Regions from separate parts of the Zea mays genome. Here region 1 is linked to region 2. The links are chromatin contacts, called in public Hi-C maps. All regions are on one chromosome and are shown on one strand. The core of a region is the stretch at or near the end of the contact, and the rest is flanking DNA. Distances in the headings are between cores, read along the strand shown.

Region 1 (3,553 bases), core at 490-2,989, 270 kb before region 2:
GATGTCAAAGCACTCATCAGGCGATCAAAGGTTGAGTAGTACTCATCAATACTCATATCATTTTGCTCAATAACATGTCTGCTGCATGAGAGTGTGTAATAGAGCACCACTGTCCTGAACAAAACGCTCCTTCAAATGAGACCAGATGGCTTTAACAGTTTTGAATTTAGACAAACTCATAATCATAGACGGTTTGACGTTGTTCACCATAGCAGCCATCACTTTACCATCATTAAGCTGCCACGTTTTGATATCAGCAACATTGCGACGATCATCAGCAAGAACAGGTGCCGCATCAGTCAAATGGAAGAGTAATCCATGTCCCGGGAGTGCAGTCTCAACACAGAAAGCCCACTCCGGATAATTTTGACCATCAAGAGTGATATTGACAACAATAGCTTTTGTCGCCATATTGAATTGAATCAAAAACCAGGGAGAACAGGAGACCTGAGACCAAACAAACCAGAGCAACCCGACTTGGACGAGTTGACGGGGGTCCTGGGCGCGGAAGCCGAGTTGAACAGCGGCTGGCGGGAGCAGTGACGTCGCAGATCCGCGGCCCTGTCCGCAACAGCGACGGCCGGTGCAGATTTCCAACAGAGCAGCGGATCCGCGGAACTTGTCCCTAGCAGCGGACTGCGCAGGCCGAGATCCGGTCCCTGGCAGAGGACGGCGAGATGCGCCAATTTCCGGCAGAGCAGATCCGCAGAACTTGCGCAGGCCGAGATCCGGTGGCCGCAGATCGACGGCGCTCTGCCCCTGGCAGAGGACGGCGAGGACGGCGAGATCCCTGGCCACAGATCGATGGCGCTCTGCCACTGGAAGGCCGCGGCGGACGGCGCCGGCTGAGGACGCGCGGCCCCTGGCGGCGGACGGTGAAGGAGAGAGCGGCGACCGAGTTCCTCTGGCAGCGAACGGCGCAGGTCTGGCGACGGACTACGCGGCGGAGATCCCGCCCTGGCGGCGGACGGCGCAGGCCTAGATCCGGCAGAGGGCTGCGGGATGGGGGATGGGGAAGACCGCACGACGGCGGCAGAGGAGGGAAGAGGTGGCCGCGACGGCAGGCCGGAGAGCTGGACGAGATGGCAGCACAGCGACGGCGCCAAAAATTTGGATCCGGATCGAGTTTAGACATAAACCCTAACCCTAACCTCCTCTGATACCATGTGACTAACCTGGATTAGGTGAGGTGAGAGCCCCCTCAGGTACTGTAGCATATATATAGGCATATGGGCCTTATGGGCCTTAACACCATCTAGTAGAGGTGACTCAATATTCAACTAGGCAAAAGGGCCTCTAACTGTCCTGAGCTCGACTCCCCATGGGAGCGAATTCCAAGTCGTGGTTAAAAAAATCCCCTTGTTTGTCCCAAGCCAAAGCACAGTCTAAGGCTCAGTCCCAGTCGCGGTCGTTTCTCACATGGGCTATGGTGCCGTTGTGTATGGGTGGGGCAGGATTTCAGGGGTTTTCTCGACCTCTATGAGAAGGTCTTCTTCTTAATATAATGTTTGGGGGCTGTCTTACCCCCCGCAGGTCGAGGGTTTTTCAATATTCAACTAGGCTGGTACATCTGAAATCTAAAAAACTGAAGAATGAAACGTAACTATTTCGATGGTGCAGATTATATCCTTCGGAGCACAGAAAAGCTTTTGAATCTCCAACATTGGCAGATATAATTTGTCCATCAGCTATCAAGACCACGGTCGCTGTTGAACCAGATTCAAAATTGTTCTGTAATGCTTCCTGCATTGAACACAAAGAAGAATCATTTTTTGACGTATGAATATAATGTTACAAAATTTAATTATACAGGTGAAACATGAAACCCTCCTTGGAGAATGTTAAATCAATATCATGAACTGCCCTCATTAGTGATTCCTTCAGAATTTCCGTATGAAATGACCGGTCTAGAATGGCTGGTGATGCCCAACATGACCTGCATTTTTTATCAGTGAGAAAGTTGTAACACATGAACAATTAAGCAACATATGAACGAAAAATGGCGTATAAAAACTGAACAGGAAGACATACCTCTCTGCATGGTCGGATTGGCCATGCTTGTACAGATTAAATACATTGTTAAAAATAGTAACTTCCCTATATGTCAGTTTCCCAGTAGATTTTCTGAACCGCAGAGAGTGTATGCCATCGAGAAGAAAATAAACATGGAGCAAGAAGTAATCCAGAAAAAGCTTAGAAGCCATCTCACTAGCCTCAGCTCCATTATGACCGTCAAATATTGCCACCACTCCCACATCAACCTCCTTAATTCTCATGTTCTCTGTATTATGTTAGTCAGTTAGCTAAGATAAATTGTAGACAAACTACAAACAAATAGAGTGCATGGAGTAAAGAATTCAATCAGAGCAACCTAAAATGCTTTTGAGAATTGAGAAATAACATTATATTGAACTATTAATTGAGCACGCAACAGCCATATGTAGCATGGCCGGGGCCCAAGGTATGAATCACCTAGCTGCCCTTGCGCCAACTAGAGGCCGTTATCTCTAGGTCAAGGTGATGTGTTTTTTTGTTTCTAAAGACGAGTGTGTGTTCAATGTAAAGCTTGTGAGTATGTTGGGCATGTACGGGTTCTAAACACCTTTTTTCCTTAATATATGTGTAAGTCTCTTGTGTGTGCGAGAGAGAAAAAACAGCAGCAGCCATATGTCATCCCAAGTGGAACTCATCAGTCATTACCATTGCACAACCAGAAGTATGTAATCTCTGCGGTAGACTGGTATGCATAAGATGTTTTAACAACTAATTCAGATTGACGAAATAAAATATATGGTGCATTTCACTACAATACCTCCAGCAAATTCACAGTGTTACGATTGACACCCAGCTTATGGTGTGTATCTTTGAACAGTAAACCTCCAGAATGTTCCTGGTGTTACTATCTGGAATCAGCGTCCAGTTTGGACTTCGGTGCTTTCCATCTTATCAACCCCTTCAAATAAGATGTCAAGCAACATAAGGCAAATACAGGCACACTGGACTATAGCCTAAACTATAACTCCAGAAGACCATTTCGGCCTATATCGCTAGCTTGGTGCTAACTGTGTAGTGCGGCAATAGACTAGTAGGCTAAAACAACGATCCAGAAACCCCAATTCAGTTCACAAAATCCATCCAACTCACTGGCTGATTTGAGCACTAGAGACTGAAGCATCCAGATCACGTTGTAAAGTTGGGAGGTACCTACGAAGGGGATGCGGATGCCGAGGGCACAGACGGCACGGTCCTCCTGGGACCGGCGGCGGCCGCGATCCGCCGCCACGTGGCACCCCATAGGGATGCTCTTTCCCCCGCCACCCCCCTGGCCGTCGTGCGGGGGGAGGGTCCAGCGCGGGCAGTGCGCGGACTGGAACACCGCGGGGGCGCCCCCCTCCCGGTACACCGCGAGGCACGTCGCCGACTCGGCCGCGCACCGCGGGAGCCGCCTGGGGAGCGCGTGAAGGACGAGAAGGAGGAGCGGTAGGGTGGGGAAGCCGCGGCGGCCGCAGTCCGGCAAGGGCATCGGCGAGTCGCCGGCGGAGGAGGACAAATG
Region 2 (3,563 bases), core at 583-3,082:
TTATCCGGAAATGAACCACCGCAGAACCCCGAAACTCATCATCATCACCATCGTAGTTTATCACATGTGACCCAGTGGAGACCTGCAACACGAAATCCAGCAGCCTGAACTCCTGCAAGCACTTGCTGCACGAGCTGAGCAGGTCGGAGATGGCCTCCTCCCCTTTCTTCTCGTACTTGAGCCATGCCCCGAAGATGAGCTTCTCGTGTATGGTGCTCCCCTTCTCCCACGCAGACTGGAGGCTCCTCCGAGACAGCTTGGCCTCGCCGAGGCCACGGAAGACCTGATACTGGAGGAGGTACAGGGAGGACTTGTCGTCAGGGGGGCAGGACTCCAGCTCCTCGTGTATCTGAGCCAGTACGTCGACATAGTCCGCGGGCTTGAAGTGCGGAAGCACAGCCGGCTCTGGCATCTTCATCAAGGACTCTCTGCGACGGACAAAATGAGGATGAACATCTCGACCGGCCAACTTTGCACAACCAAATCAACACCGGTGCCTAAAAGACCGAGTCTTGCGCGCCACACAATTCAAGCATAAACGAACTTGGAGACTGGAAACAAGCGACCAGGATGGAGCTTACATGGAGGAGCCGGCGGCGGCATGGCCGGAGAACTTGGAGAGCTTCCCCCTCTCGAGGGGCAGCCATGAGTGGGGCGCGGAGTGAAGCTTGGTCTCTTTGCAGGCCGACTCGGAGAAGAAGAGCTTCCTCATGGCACATACCACGGCGGGGGCGCCACCCAGATCAGGGCTCCACCTCCACTTGTTCGTCTCGAATCCACTCAAATCCTCGCCATCCAGACCAGGGGCCCCAGATCGCCCCCGAATTCGCAATGAAACGCCGGGAACCAAGCCCCCGCGCCAGCCGCTGGCGACGACAGGCGGCGAGATTCGGAGCCCGAGAAAGCAAGAATTCCGGAGGGGCGCCCCGGGAGGCGGCGGCTTGGGAGCCCGGATCGGAGGCCCGGTCGAGCTCCCGGGCAGACGTCGGAACCCGGCCCCCAACCGCCGACCGATTAGGGGGGAACAGCACCAATCTACCGCTAGAGAGGGAGAGGGAGGGCGAGAGCGCGGTGGGGGGCGGATAGAGAGAGGTGGAGAGAGAAACCCAAATGCGCCGGCTTTAATGGCGGGGCGCAGCAAGAAGCCAGCGGGGAAGTAACCACTCCGCCAGGCGGCCCCCGCCCGGAGACTGCGAGAGCGGGCGCGAAACGCCAAGATTTGCTCGCTCCGCTCTCGGCTCTCGCTGCGGCGGCGGGAGGAGGAGGGGAGGGGGGGGCGGTTGGAGGGAAGAAGAGGAGCGAGCAGGCGGGGTCCCGCGATTCGGCTGCTTTGGAACGGAATTCCTGGGAATCCAAAGCCCCCGACGAACGCTTTTGTGCTGCGGCCGCTGGGCGCTGCTGTGACCCCGCTCTCTCTCTCACACTGGTCTGGTCTCGCTCCGCTCGGCTTTTCTGGTGAGGAAAGATGGGAAAGAAAGAGGCCGCGCTTTATCGATCTACTCTCCTCCTACCTCCCGTCTCTTGCCGGTGCGCGGGAGCTCCCGTGCTAATAATCCAGGGCGGCGGACAAAGCACGCGGCTAATCGCTTCGGAGTCCCGTCCCGTGTGGTCGTAGCGACGTAGTCTCGTAGGGCCCCAGCCCCAGCCGCTGCCGCGTGCGCGTCCTCTCTCCTCGCGCTCGCGGGCGGTGCCGTGGGCTGGTGGTGGTGCGCGCGATGGCGTCGTGCGGCGTCACTGGGGCCGGAGCCGGCCGTAGTGCCTGCGCCGCTGGTCCAGGCCAGCCACAGGCCCACAGCTCCACCAGAGCAGTGTCGTCCACCCAATGGCGCGTTTGCCCGCGACGCAAAGAGTTAAGTGGTTTTCCCTCCTCCTTCCTTCGGCACGGCAGGCAGTGGTTTTTATTGCTGTTGTATACGTGGCCGTGAGTGCACGAGGCCGGCGCGCGCGTGAACGGCCGGCATCGGCGATTTCCAGTTCGGTTTCGTCTGCCGGCGACGGAGGGGGGATTTGTAATTGGGTACGTTTTTTTTATTTCATGTATCTGGTGGGACGCTGCACGGATGAGAACGTACGGCAGCTCAGACGGCACATGTACCTTTGCCTTGTGCATAGGATAGCAGCACATGTGCTAGCAGGCAAGTGAGGCAACCGCAACTGGCGGTAGAATCTGACTAGAGTTTGTTTGGTTACACCCGGCTAAAATTTAGCTCATGTCCCATCGAATGTTTGAACCTCCGTTCCGGGTATTAAATGTAGTCGGATTATAAAACTAATTTGTCAGCCGAAGATTAAAAGACGAGACGAATCTAGTCCAGTTGGTTGGGTCTATATTTCATACTCCTATTTAAAAGTCAAACGATTGATGTGATCCGGGCTTAACTTTAGCAGGAGCAACCAAACACACTGTCTGACTTGATCAACAGTTCAACACAGACGTTTTCACATGGTCAACGGTAAAAAAAGGGGCAGTCTGAGGGGGTGTTTGGTTGCTCCTGCTAAATTTTAGTCCGGGTCACATCAAGCGTTTGACTTTTAAATAGGAGTATGAAATATAGACCCAACCAACTGGACTAGATTCGTCTCGTTTTTTAATCTTCGGCTGACAAATTAGTTTTATAATCCGACTACATTTAATACCCGGAACGGAGGTTCAAACATTCGATTAGACAGGGGCTAAATTTTAGCGGGGTGTAACCAAACACCCCCTGAATCCCGATGGATATTGCTGTTGCCCCTGCACACGTCACTGTCTCTGCGTGCCCCGCTTTTGGTACATTTTCTACTGTATGTGACTTTTAAAAAAAGGGCCGTCCTTTAATAATTTAGCGTGGATATATATATGATATATAATACATAGACCTTCCATGATAGAAGCTATATATTTCATATTTGCTTCATTTCTTCCTACCAGTGAGCAGCAAGTTTTCTTAACGTTTGGTTAGAGAAATGGAGTGACCCATCTTCTTCTCACTCCTCATATTTTTATCTGGTTTGAAAAATAGAATGAGTTGATCAATTATCGTCTCATTTCTTATAAGCTAATAATTAGTATATATACGAGGAGTGTGTTGATTCCACCAAAATTGATGGAATTAACTTATGATGCATCACCTCATGAAGCATTGGACGACTCCACAAACCAAACACATTATGTATTTTTCCCACGTTGCTATAAATCTAACATATCTAATATGTCATCTTTTGTAGCATATCTATATCACCATATTATAATTGCTCTAAGAGAGAAAGTTGCGTCCAAGTATATTTCCATCCAAGCGGAATAATATAAGGCGTGAAGGGGAACTACATGTGCATGCGTAAATAAATCATAGCTCATTTGATAAATCTCCGTCCATAAAAAAAGGAAATCATTTTCGTAGCATGTCCCAAAAGGTTAAACATTTAAAAAAAAGGGCATAATCGGCCATGTCTTCTCGCTAGCTGTACGTATTCAGGCTAACAAAAAAGGGCTGCCAATATTCTTGTTCTAGACCACCCGCCACTGAAAAGTATCGATGCTTTTTCCTCGGCGAGGAGATAGTATCTCAATCGCCTAATAAAAG

The links. Hi-C and Micro-C count contacts between places; a contact is called where the count stands out from the background.
Region 1: a Hi-C map of leaf shows a contact between it and region 2, with 5 times the contacts expected there. The contact joins the promoter of LOC103648096 here to the promoter of LOC100501097 in region 2. A contact is called at or near these places in 4 of 25 Hi-C or Micro-C datasets (bundle sheath, leaf, seedling and 1 more).

What each region holds. Positions count from the first base shown.
Region 1 is chr2:233,433,173-233,436,725 of Zm-B73-REFERENCE-NAM-5.0, reverse strand. LOC103648096 reads right to left here and starts at 1,739. Exons shown (of 2, transcript XM_008672600.4): 1 at 1-1,739. The coding sequence starts at 56. LOC103648097 reads right to left here. Exons shown (of 20, transcript XM_008672603.3): 1 at 3,209-3,553; 2 at 2,032-2,281; 3 at 1,827-1,936; 4 at 1,605-1,739.
Region 2 is chr2:233,161,462-233,165,024 of Zm-B73-REFERENCE-NAM-5.0, reverse strand. It overlaps LOC100501097, which reads right to left and starts at 1,832. Exons shown (of 5, transcript XM_008670297.4): 1 at 582-1,832; 2 at 1-428. The coding sequence starts at 712.